Linked DNA regions of Mus musculus: regions 1 and 3 are each linked to region 2. A link is a contact called in public Hi-C data. All regions are on one chromosome and are shown on one strand. Each heading gives the region's core, a stretch centred on a gene start, on an enhancer-like site or on the middle of the called end of the contact. The rest is flanking DNA. Distances are from core to core; before and after follow the strand shown. Region 1 has its middle 12 kb from the start of Gm23908. Region 2 holds the start of Fxyd4 (FXYD domain-containing ion transport regulator 4). Region 3 overlaps Ret (ret proto-oncogene).

What was found. Hi-C and Micro-C count contacts between places; a contact is called where the count stands out from the background.
Region 1: a contact with region 2 is called in a Hi-C map of cerebral cortex, with 4 times the contacts expected there. The contact joins the enhancer-like site here to the promoter of Fxyd4 in region 2. A contact is called at or near these places in 4 of 39 promoter capture datasets (the 3T3-L1 cell line, 3T3-L1-derived adipocytes and trophoblast stem cells), 27 of 484 Hi-C or Micro-C datasets (the AML12 cell line, the G1E-ER4 cell line, the N1E-115 cell line and 17 more) and 1 of 9 other capture datasets (pancreatic islet).
Region 3: a contact with region 2 is called in a Hi-C map of CD8 T cells, with 4 times the contacts expected there. The contact joins the enhancer-like site here to the promoter of Fxyd4 in region 2. A contact is called at or near these places in 3 of 39 promoter capture datasets (the 3T3-L1 cell line and 3T3-L1-derived adipocytes), 6 of 484 Hi-C or Micro-C datasets (the Ba/F3 cell line, CD8 T cells, the N1E-115 cell line and 3 more), 2 of 115 datasets of contacts at active chromatin or transcription factors (embryonic stem cells and memory CD8 T cells) and 1 of 9 other capture datasets (liver).

The regions. Positions count from the first base shown.
Region 1 is chr6:118,097,880-118,101,622 of GRCm38.p6, reverse strand. No RefSeq gene overlaps it. Among named protein-coding and RNA genes, the nearest start is that of Gm23908, 12 kb to the left of the region's middle. Within about 2 kb of position 1,977, at least 12 of the 459 cell types and tissues checked have an H3K27ac peak or open chromatin away from gene starts, as enhancers often do. A contact at or near this core is called in cerebellar granule neurons, cerebellum and cerebral cortex, where this site is marked.
Region 2 is chr6:117,935,966-117,939,650 of GRCm38.p6, reverse strand. It overlaps Fxyd4 (FXYD domain-containing ion transport regulator 4), which reads left to right and starts at 2,316. Exons shown (of 9, transcript NM_033648.1): 1 at 2,316-2,360; 2 at 2,871-2,913.
Region 3 is chr6:118,165,134-118,168,637 of GRCm38.p6, reverse strand. It overlaps Ret (ret proto-oncogene), which reads left to right. Exons shown (of 19, transcript NM_001080780.1): 14 at 302-516; 15 at 620-742; 16 at 2,658-2,728. Among named protein-coding and RNA genes, the nearest start is that of Csgalnact2, 28 kb to the right of the region's middle. Within about 2 kb of position 1,442, at least 70 of the 459 cell types and tissues checked have an H3K27ac peak or open chromatin away from gene starts, as enhancers often do. A contact at or near this core is called in CD8 T cells and memory CD8 T cells, where this site is marked.

The DNA of each region.
Region 1 (3,743 bases), core at 728-3,227, 160 kb before region 2:
ACATGTGGCTCTTAATGTTGAAACTTTAGTGTCTGTGTGTGTTTAATTTTGAGTACCTGTAAAATCTGTAGAACTACAAAGGGACCATCGGTGGAGAGAGGTTAGAGAGATCGTAAATGAGAGTGGATATAACAGGTAATATGAAGGAGGAAATGGAAAGAATGGGGGAGAGTTTTACATGGAGAGGGGAGTGGCAGGAGTGGGTGGGTGAGGAAAGGAAAAGTCACTTCTAAGGATACTTGAACGAGCCACGTGGAAACCTGTATTTTATAAGCTGCCTAAATAGCCACCAGTGTGGCAAAATATGTCCAGGGTCACTGTGGTAGATAATCATAGTTGTCAGTTTTATTGCATCTAGGATTCACTAAAACTTAAGGTGGGCACTCCTGGGAGGAATTTGATTATTCTGATTATTTGGAACAAGAAGATCCACAATAAATCTGGGTCACAACTTCTGGTGGCAGCCTACATGAAAGCATATGGAAGAAGGAAACTTTGCTCTTTGCCTGCTAGGCCTCACTCTTGTTAGCAAGTCCATTCGTTTGTTGCTATGGCGTTCTTTCATCAGTATTAGAACCAACTTCCTTAGGACTCCAATCTCAACCGCTGAGACATCCAGCCACGTGGACTGAATAACCACCATATTCTTGCCCTCTCCATTGTGAGACAGGCATTGCTGCACCATCCAGACCACATGCTATAATTTAAGAATAAAACACATATGTATGTATGTATGTATGTATGTATGTATGTATGTATGTATGTATGTGTGTATATGTATGTATATATATATATACATACACGTATATACATATACACATACACACATATACACATATACATGTATGCATATATATATATATATACTTATATATAAATGTTGTGGGGATAACATTCGACTTTCCAATTGGGTTTAAGGCCTGTTCCACAGGAGGAAATACAGGATGCCTGGTACTGAAAATCTGGTCAAGAACCTTTTGTTGGGGAGCCCACCAGACCCAAGGGTGAAATTAATACTATTATTTTGCTAAATAGATGTAGTATCAAACTGCCCTCTAAATTTGTATCTTTCTACACATAGATTAGTGCAAATTCCATTAGAAAAATTTCTTTGTGCAGTTAATGGTGGCTAATGCAGAAACACACGACTGGCCAAAGGGCAGAGCATAAGCAGGAAATCTTTATAACCACCCCCAAGGCTTAGGGGACAACATGGAAGGAGTGGAAAGACTGTAAGAAAGAGCCAGGTGTTAGGGGTCACTGGAGCAAAAACAGTGTCTTCTGGACATGACAGGCCCTCCCTCTGCACTTGTGAACTTAAACAGCTGTAGTTGCCTGCACAGTTACCATTCTAGCATGGGATAGGAAGGAATTCATGAGGCCCCAACCCTAGCTGAGGAGCTAAGAACAGTCGATAGCTTCTGGGGTTGGAAAGTCCGTTTTCTTTAAGGCTGTGGCTCCTAGTAGATGGACCATACCTCAGTAGGTGACCCCAATTCCCAGAAGTTCATAGAAAGGATATCTGGAATCAATGGGTTATTAAACTTAGAAATAAAAGGATATAAATTTAAAGTGGAGCAGGAAGGTATAAGGACTGATCTTAGAGAAGTTAGGTGGAAGAGTTGGGTGTGAATGCAATCAAAATATATTTTACGTAATTTGGAAAAAAATTAATAAACATTTATTTTGTAAAAACTGAGCTACTCTGGGGACTTGAGGTCAGGAAGGACAACCAGAACTCAGAGGGAGTTGTGGAGAACAGAGCATCCATCCAGACAATGACAATCACAAGGGCACAGAGAGCAGCAGGCTCAGCTCAGGCAGGTAGAGAGATCCACAGGGAAAGGGTAGCTAGCTCTCTTGGCTGGCTAGGACCTGATCTCACCCGCTGCCAATCATCATGAGTTGCATAATGCTGAGCCTAAGGCCAGCCAGTGGATCAACCTCTCTCTGGAGCCACCTACCTGTCACTGCTGAAGAGTCACTCAGGTTCCATGAATAGACTTGATACACCACAGCTTCCTTCCTTCAGCAGGGTGACTAATGCCCAACAGTGCTTGAAAGCAAGAACACAAGCCCTCTGCCTGAAATGATCCCAGCCTCTCATTGATTCCCACACACTCAGGGGCCACACCCCCAAAGCTAAGACATTAGTAGCCCCTGGGGGGACCATCTGAGGAAGGTGAGAAAACCTGTTCAGTTTATAGACTGCAACCTTAAGTGTGGCCAGCAGAGGCCTCTGGTATGCAAAGAAAGGAAGCTGTAAGGTAAAGACCGCCCCAGCAGACCTCAAACACTTGTCTAATAAAGTCACCGGGCAATGGCGTAGGCCAGGGTCTCAAGGATCTCAGGTGCACAGCAAACTGGAGACCAGCCTGAAATATATGAGGCTTGTATTAAAATAAATGAACAAGAAATTAGAAAGATCTCATCTCACCCAGCGAAACACTTCAAAGTCTTAGAAAAATAAGAAAATCCAAACCCAAAAGCAATAGATAGCAAAAGAAAGAGACGAAGGAAGGAAGGAAGCAAGGAAGCAAGGAAACAAGGAAGGAAGGAAGCAGGGAAGGAAGATAGATAGATAGATAGATAGATAGATAGATAGATAGATAGATAGATAGATCAGGGGAGAAATTAATAAAATGGAGATCGAGAGAACAATACACACACTCAAACAAAGACCCTAAAAACTCCACCAGAAAAGTCTTAGAACTATCATTTTTCTCTCTATTTTTTTGAAAAAAATCATACAATATATTCTGATAAGTTTCTCCTCCCTCAGCTCCTCAAAGACCCTTCCCACCTCTCAGCCACTCAACTCCATGGCCTTTTTTTCTCTTTCTCTCTTTAGAAAACAGGCAAGCGAACAAACAACCGCAACAAGAAAACAATTTTTAATGAGAAAACACACACACACACACACACACACACACACACACACACACACACACACAAAAACCACAGAGAAACAACGCATAAAAACACAAACTGAAAACTCTCAGCAAAATGGTAAAACACAACATTTCTCTACCAAGAGCCACCACTTTTCTATCATGGCGATGAGAAAGCTTCAGAGAAAGCATTTAAGGCAGCGGTTCTCAGCCTTCCTAACGCTGCAACCCTTTCATACAGTTCCTCAGGCTGTGGTGACCCCAACCATAAAACGATTTCATTGCTACTTCATAGCTGTAACTTTGTGCTTAGGTGACCCCTGGAAAGGGGACATTCAACCCCCAAGGAGTTGCAACCCACAGGCTGAGAACCATTTGGGGGGTTGTCCTATTCGAATAGTTGAAAAGAAAAATGTAGGAATAACCCTAATAAGAGGGTGGAAGTCCTCCAAATAAAAACTGGAAGATACTGAAGAAAGATATTGAAAAAGACACGGCAGACAGCAAGGCCTCCCACGCTCATATATTGGCAGAATTAATACCATTAAAATGGCTGTATTACGAAAAGCGAGTCCAGATGTAACATGTCCTCATCAAAATGTCAACAGGATTCTTCACAGAATGATTTAAAAAAAAATCCTAAAACGCCTGTGAAAACACAGAAGAATCCCAAACAACCCATGCAATCCTTAGAAAGCACTGCTGGGAAAGAATACTACTGAGGCAGGCATGATCCTGCCTGCGAAGCTGGCATGAGAGCTCAGGTTGGGGCCAGGGTTAAGAGCTCTGGCTTCTCTTGCAAAGAACCGGCTCAGCTCCCCACACCCACTTGGCAGCTCACAACCATCTGTA
Region 2 (3,685 bases), core at 1,067-3,566:
CAAAAGAAGAACTACAAATGGCTAATAAGGATTTTCAAAAGTGTCCAACACCAGGTTTATTTGTGCATGAATTTAATCCAAGTAGAGGCAGGCGGAGCTCTGTGATTTTCAGGCTAGCCTGGTCTATACAGTTGAGTTCCTGGACAGCCTCAGCTACACAGTGAGATCCTGCCTCAAAACAAGCAAAAAAGGGGGGGAGGGAGAGGGAGGGAGAAAGGAAGGAAGAGAGGAAGGAAGAAAGTGGACCATGGTTGGCCATCAGGGAAATGCAAATTAAGACTACTTAGTGATTCCATCTTACCCAGTCGGAGGGAGTGTGCTGCTCTTGCAGAAGATCCGGGTTCAGTTCCCAGCCCCCACGTGGTGGCTCACACCATCCGTAGCTCCAGTTCCAAGGGACCTCATGCTCTCTTCTGACTGCTATGAGCACCCATGTGCACACGTACGTACATGGAGACCAATCAAACTTGTACACAAAAATAGATCTTCAAAACAAATGACAGCAAATATTGGCAAGGATGTGGGAAACAGGGAAACGTTACTCATTCTGGGTGGGGGAATGCAATTCAGTGCAGCCATTATGAAAGTCACCGTGGCGCTTTCTCCAAAAGCTGAAAATAAACCTACCATATGTTCTGTTCTATCGTTCCTCAGAATACTGCCAAAGCAGCCCATATTTACAGAGAAACCTGCACAGACATGTTTGTTGCCCGGTTGCCGCTGTATTCACAATAGCTAGGAAATAGAACCCACCAGGAAGGCCAGCAGCTGATCAGTGGACAGTGGAGACGGGAGACACATACACAATGGAATTTTACTCAGCTTTAAGAAAAAGTGAAATTTGAGGGGAAATGGATGTGACTGAAAAATATAGTAATTAAGAGAAGTGTGCCGATTGATTTTTGTCAAATTGACATAAACCTAGACAAATCTGGGAAAAGGGAATCTTAATTGAGAAAATGACTCCATATCTGAGGAGAAATGGAGAAAATGCCACCATAAAATTGACTTCTAAGCCGGGTAGTGGTGGCGCACTTCTTTAATCCCAGCACTTGGGAGGCAGAGGCAGGCAGATTTCTGAGTTCAAGGCCAGCCTGATCTATAGAGTGAGTTCCAGGACAGCCAGGGCTATACAGAGAAACCCTATCTTAAAAAAAAAATTGACTTCTAGACAAATCTGCAAGGCATTTTCTTGATTAATAGTCAATTCGGTAGGGTCTAGCTCACCCGGGGTGACATCACCCCTGGCCAGGTGGTCCCGGGTAGTGTAAGAAAACTGGTTGAGGGCTGGGTACGATTACACATCTTTAATCCCAGCACTCAGGAGGCAAAGGCAGGCAGAACATCACAATTACAAAATTAAAAAGAAAGTAACTGTTGAATCCTTTCACAGCCCTTTCCCACCTATCTAAGACAGACAACCTCAACTCTTCTTCAGTGACCTCTAGACAGGGACAAGTCTCCCTCACTTGGGAAAGAGAAGAGATTCGAGGATCATCCAAAGGTCCATGGTAGGATGGTTTGGGCCAGCATCGGACAAAGCAGGCTATCCTGTCCCTGGCAATGTCCCTCCCTCTGTGGGAGGCAGGCAAAAGTCTACCTGGACTGGGACAGTGTCCTATTCCACCTGAAGTAGGTTCCTCAAGTCACAGGGTGTCTAGGTTTAGCAAGAAGGTGGTAAAGTGAACCAATGGTTCCCTGTCAGACCCAGCCCCGTCTCTCTGAACACCGAGTTCAAATAAAAACAGTGCGACTGCCAGTCTCTATTATCTACTTCACTGTCTCCAAGGTATTCCACACAGCACAAGCCAGGAGGCTGAACCCCTGCGGCCTTTAGTGTGTGTGTGTGTGTGTGTGTGTGTGTGTGTGTGTGTGTATGTGTGTGTGAGAGAGAGAGAGAGAGAGATCAGAGATAACTTCTGAGTCAGCTTTCGTTCTACCCTGTGGTTTCTGGGCTCAGATTCAGCTTGTCAGTTGTGGTAACAAGTACTTTTACCTTCCAAGCCATCCTTCCAAACCTGGAGCTTTCTCGTAAGACCTAGGTAGACTGAGGAGGCCCCCTTTTCCTCTGGAGCATGGACTGAAATCCAGTAGTCTCAGTTTTCCCGTCTCTCCCTCATTCCTTAGCTTGAAGGAGCCAGGACCCAGCACTGGCTCTACCCTGGGTGTGGTAAGTGAGCTATGGCCTTAAGAGCAGGTGGGGAGGGCTGCCTACGGGAGCATAAGAGGTAGGACCAGTTCCCTCCAGACTGCTGGTGTGTGGCCCAGGGCGGAGCCCCTGGGTTTAAAGAGCAGAACCCACCTAGGCTCTCCTCAGACTTCCTCTCTGCACCACTCCCCTGGCTCGAGTCATCTCCCGGGTGAGTAGATGTTTGCTGGGACTTAAGTGTGCTCCTTAGAAGGGGTGGCAGAAAGACCATCTGAGGAAGGGGGAGGGGATGCCTCCAAGACTCTGAGAAGTGAACAACTATTTGGGGATTGTGAGAACAGAGATGGCCTCTCCCGGCCTTGAGAGTTCTGATTTTAAGACTGTGTAGCAGCGAGTTCAGGACTAGGGGAAGTAAGGGCCAACCTTTAACAGAAGCAGAAGTAAAATGAAAATGAGACAATCCAGGAGCTGTGGCTTTGTGTGAAGGGGTAGGAGAAACTGATGAAGGACAAAAGAAAACCAGCTTCAGAGACTGGTAGATTATAAACTCCCATGTCCAGGAGATTTTTAATCCATTTTTCCATCTTAAGGCAAAAAGCCCATGTGGTTTATATATACTGTAGCAGGTTTTCAGGGCTAGGTCTATATTTTAGGATTTACATATCATACATAGCTCCCTTAATTTCATCTGCATAATTTACAAGGTTGTTATAATTTTCAGGACACTGAAACACAGAGATATTACCTGCTAAGTCACACACCTGGTAAGTGGATGTGAGAAGACTGAGCCCAGCCAGTAGGTGCTGGATCTGTGATCTCATTAGCAGATCAGAGCTAAGTATAGTAGACAGTAACCGAGGCTTCAAAACTGAACCCTTGGCACTAGCCTATAGCTACCATTATACAGAAAGAAAGGCTGGGGCTTTTTCTCTCTAAAACTCAGCTGCACAAGGGGTGTCACAAGCAATGTAAATGAGGCCCTGGGTAGGACCTACTCACAGGAGAAAGGGGCTATGTCTCTCACACCAGCAGACCTTTCTAGCAGGTACCTATGCTCTGAGTAGATCTGGGGCTGCTTGGAGCAGAGTTCCTGGCTCTAGAAGAGGAGGCTGGAACTGCACCCTCCAGCCCTGTTGTTGAATTCTGAGATAATCTACGACTCAACCGGATTACTCCAGGCCCAGATCTTTTCAAGTGGAAGAGGCAGGGCCTGGACACCTGGTTGGGAAAGCCTAGCTCCTTCGTAGAACAGACACCTACCTCACTTGGAGCATTTGGTTTTATCTTCGTGGATTCCTACCTTCTGTGAAAGAGATGATCGCAAAGCCTACGTGGTCACTCCAGGGTGTTCTGTTTCTGAACACGTAACTAGAATTAAGCAATCCACATACCCGGGTAATCACTAGTACCATCTGTATGGGGAAGTGGAAAGCGATCGTTTCCTTAAGGTCAGCGCTTGCCTATGTGGGATTCATATGTCTAATTTTCACACCAGTTCTGCCTCTTACTAATGGGGTGAGCTGTGGCAGGTCACAG
Region 3 (3,504 bases), core at 193-2,692, 230 kb before region 2:
CTTTTCCCTCTCCCACTTACAGAGTCAAGGATGGGAAAAGGTATTAAGTCCTAGTACAGGGCATGATAGCTCACAGGGTAGGGCTGGGAACATGGGCAACCATGGGGACGGTCTTCCTGTACCTTGAAGGGAGCTAATGTCCCCGTGGTCAATGTAGGCCAAGAGTGAGTTGGCCTGCCATAACTTTATGATCCATAGATCCAGAGCAGGTCTGTGCCCGCCCAGTTGCTCGTGAAGTGACAGAGCCTGCAGCCACCCATACCGAGACTGGGCCCGACTCCTTGACTCTCTCTGTCCCCAGGGCCACTTCTTCTCATTGTGGAGTATGCCAAGTATGGCTCCCTGCGGGGATTCCTCCGTGACAGCCGCAAGATTGGGCCTGCCTATGTGAGCGGTGGAGGCAGCCGCAACTCCAGCTCGCTGGACCACCCAGATGAAAGGGTACTGACCATGGGTGACCTCATCTCCTTCGCCTGGCAGATCTCGAGGGGTATGCAGTACTTGGCAGAAATGAAGGTGAGAGCCACAGACGCTGTGTGCCCCTGGTGCCCAGCCCAGCCCAGCCCAGCCCCTGCCCACCAAGGCTGGTCTGAGGGTTCTTGCTGCTTTCTTTCTACAGCTTGTACATCGGGACTTAGCTGCCAGGAACATCTTGGTGGCTGAGGGACGGAAGATGAAGATTTCCGACTTTGGGCTGTCCCGAGATGTTTATGAGGAAGATTCCTATGTGAAGAAAAGCAAGGTACCTGGCCATGAGTGTCCTAGCGAGTTTGTAGGAGGGGGCGTGGGCTCGGCAGCTATGCTAATTGGGTGGGTGGCACCCTTAGAATGACTGGAGGAGGAGAAATCTACTCCCATTCTGGGTCCCCAGAACCCCAGTCAAACTTTTTTTGTATGTGATCTTCCTGAGGTACCTGGTGCTTTTAGTCACTTTCTAAGATCTCCCAATTCCTCAGAACTAGGTGCCTTTCCACAATTCCTCTTGGTTCCATAAAATAAGGCCTCCGTTCACTGTGTAACTGCTCTTTTGCACCTAGGAAGTTAAAATGGAAGTAATGGGACAATGATGCGCTGTAGCTTTATGTAGGAGTCTCACTGGGGTCTCTGGGTAAAACTGGGCGAGGAGATGCATGTCATGGGTCTTGAGAATTTCTCCAAGTCCAAGCATCATGTGGCCATCCGATTCACTGACGATGACTTGTTCCCATGGTAACCGCCTTGCCTTGTCACCTGGCATCTGCTCTCCTGAAGCTTCCATGTGACAACACAGGCAGGAAGAGTTTCCTGGGAGTGCTAGGGGGTCCTGGTGATGTGGTTTCCCGGCAGCACACACCCAGCTTTTATCTGCTTTGGCTTCATGGTGAGGCTCGTAGGTCCTCCTTGTGTGTCACCACAGGCTGCGAGCACAGTGTTTTGGGGTTTCTGTGGTAATAGCAGATCTCAGAACTGCAGAAAGGAAGTGGAAGGGGCTGCTGTGTCACACGGTAGAGAGGATATGAGAGGGCCTCCTACACAGTCTCTCACACACACAAACACACACACACACACACACACACACACACACACACACACACACGCGCGCGCGCTCATGCACATACATATCTTCCAGGGAGGCTTGCTGTCACAGTGGTGGTGTACAGGTATGGCTTTCAGGGGCTCTGACAGCCTCCAAGAGCACAAGCCGCAGGCTCCACAGACAGTGCTGTCAGGAGCCCAGTTGTACATCGTGAAGGGTATAAGCACGAGGAAGCATGTTCAATAGAAGTGACCGTGAGTGTGTGCTTCTAAAAAGGATACATTCTTAAGACCTCTTCATCGAGCTCTTCATTCCTGTTGTTGAAAAGGATTTGTTAGCACAGAGACTAGCTCTGCCGCCGGGGGTGGGGGGGTGGGGGGGGGCGGCGCTGCTCAGTCTGAGATGCTGGGAGAACCCAGAGAGAGGGAGAATCCAGCTTTGGTGCACAGTTGTTTTCTTCCCTCAAGGTTTCTCAGAGGAGCCTTGCTGATGGCGAAGTTTACAGGGTGGAAGCTTGGTGTTGGTTTCCCAAGTGGGATACTAGCAAGACACTTAGCTTGCAGGACAAGTTCTTGGCTCTGTGCTGGTGGGCACTGTTCTGCCTTACCCAGGATGCCTCAGAGCCCTAGCAACCCTCCCACAGGTGGATTTCTTGGGTTGCTTTTTTTTTTTTTTTTTTTTTGCAGGGCTGTGGTGTGTGAGAGGTTGTCTGTCCTTTGTGGCTGTGGGCAGTTTTCTTGATTCCCAGTAGAATTTTGACAAAACCAAAGGGTCAGGCTGGAGCTGTGGCCCCTTCAAGAGTGTGCACAGTTGGTCTGTCCCTGGGACATAGTATCCTATGTTCTCTCCAGAGCTAGGCTAAAGGGTATGGCTACCTTGGTTATAGGACTCAAGAGCCATAGTCTCTCCAGAGCTAGGCTAAAGGGCATGGCTACCTTGGTTATAGGACTCAAGAGCCATAGTCTCTCCAGAGCTAGGCTAAAGGGCATGGCTACCTTGGTTATAGGACTCAAGAGCCATAGTCTCTCCAGAGCTAGGCTAAAGGGCATGGCTACTTTGGTTATAGGACTCACGAGCCATAGCTGACTACTTTGGTTACAGAGCTTAGAGCCATACTAATGCCTTCGTTCACTACCTCTAGGGCCGGATTCCCGTCAAGTGGATGGCAATTGAGTCCCTTTTCGATCACATCTATACTACTCAAAGTGATGTGTAAGTGAGGCCGTTGCCATCCTGGGGTGGGGAAGTTGGGCCATGATGTCTTGTCTCAGCAGCTTGGCTAGGGGACACTGCTGTTTACAATGTTAGTCATCCATGATGAGCCCAGGCTAAGAGGTCAGCAGCTATTCATTCAGCAAATGGCTGGGCCCAGGCAGCAGTTCTGCCAACCACAGTGGTGTGTGTAGGAGTTGGCTGGGAGATGGGGCAGTCATGGACCACTTCCAGCCCCTCTTCCACACCCCTCCTCTCCTCTCCTAAGACTGCTGGAAGACAGGGGTCAGGCAAGACATCCTGATGTTTACCTGCCTGCAGAGGGGGCTCAGGAACTCCACTACAGGTAGCCCTATCTGAGGTTGTGGACTGGTGTATCCCAAACTACTTAAAGATGGCAGCCCACACTTGGCTCTTGCCAGACAGATGACAAGACATGATTTGTTCTTCTAAAAAACAAAATACTTCTTTCTAAAGTGTTCTGCAATCTTGCGGAGATACAGATCTTGAGTAGAGCTGTGAAAATAGAGGTCTTTCTAAAGCAATTCCGAACAATAGTTTTCTGATAACAACGTGTTAAGTTAGAAGAATCAGGAAATACAAAGAAAAATCCAATAGGAGACAGACAGCCTTGAATCACAGTGGGCCCCTCCCTTGTTACCTTTGGCTCTCTCCTGTAGTGTGCACATATGTACTTTATGATACCTGTTTCGTGATGTTTTTATCCGCAACCCCAGTGTCCTCTTACTACTAAATATTTTCTATAAAAGTTGTTC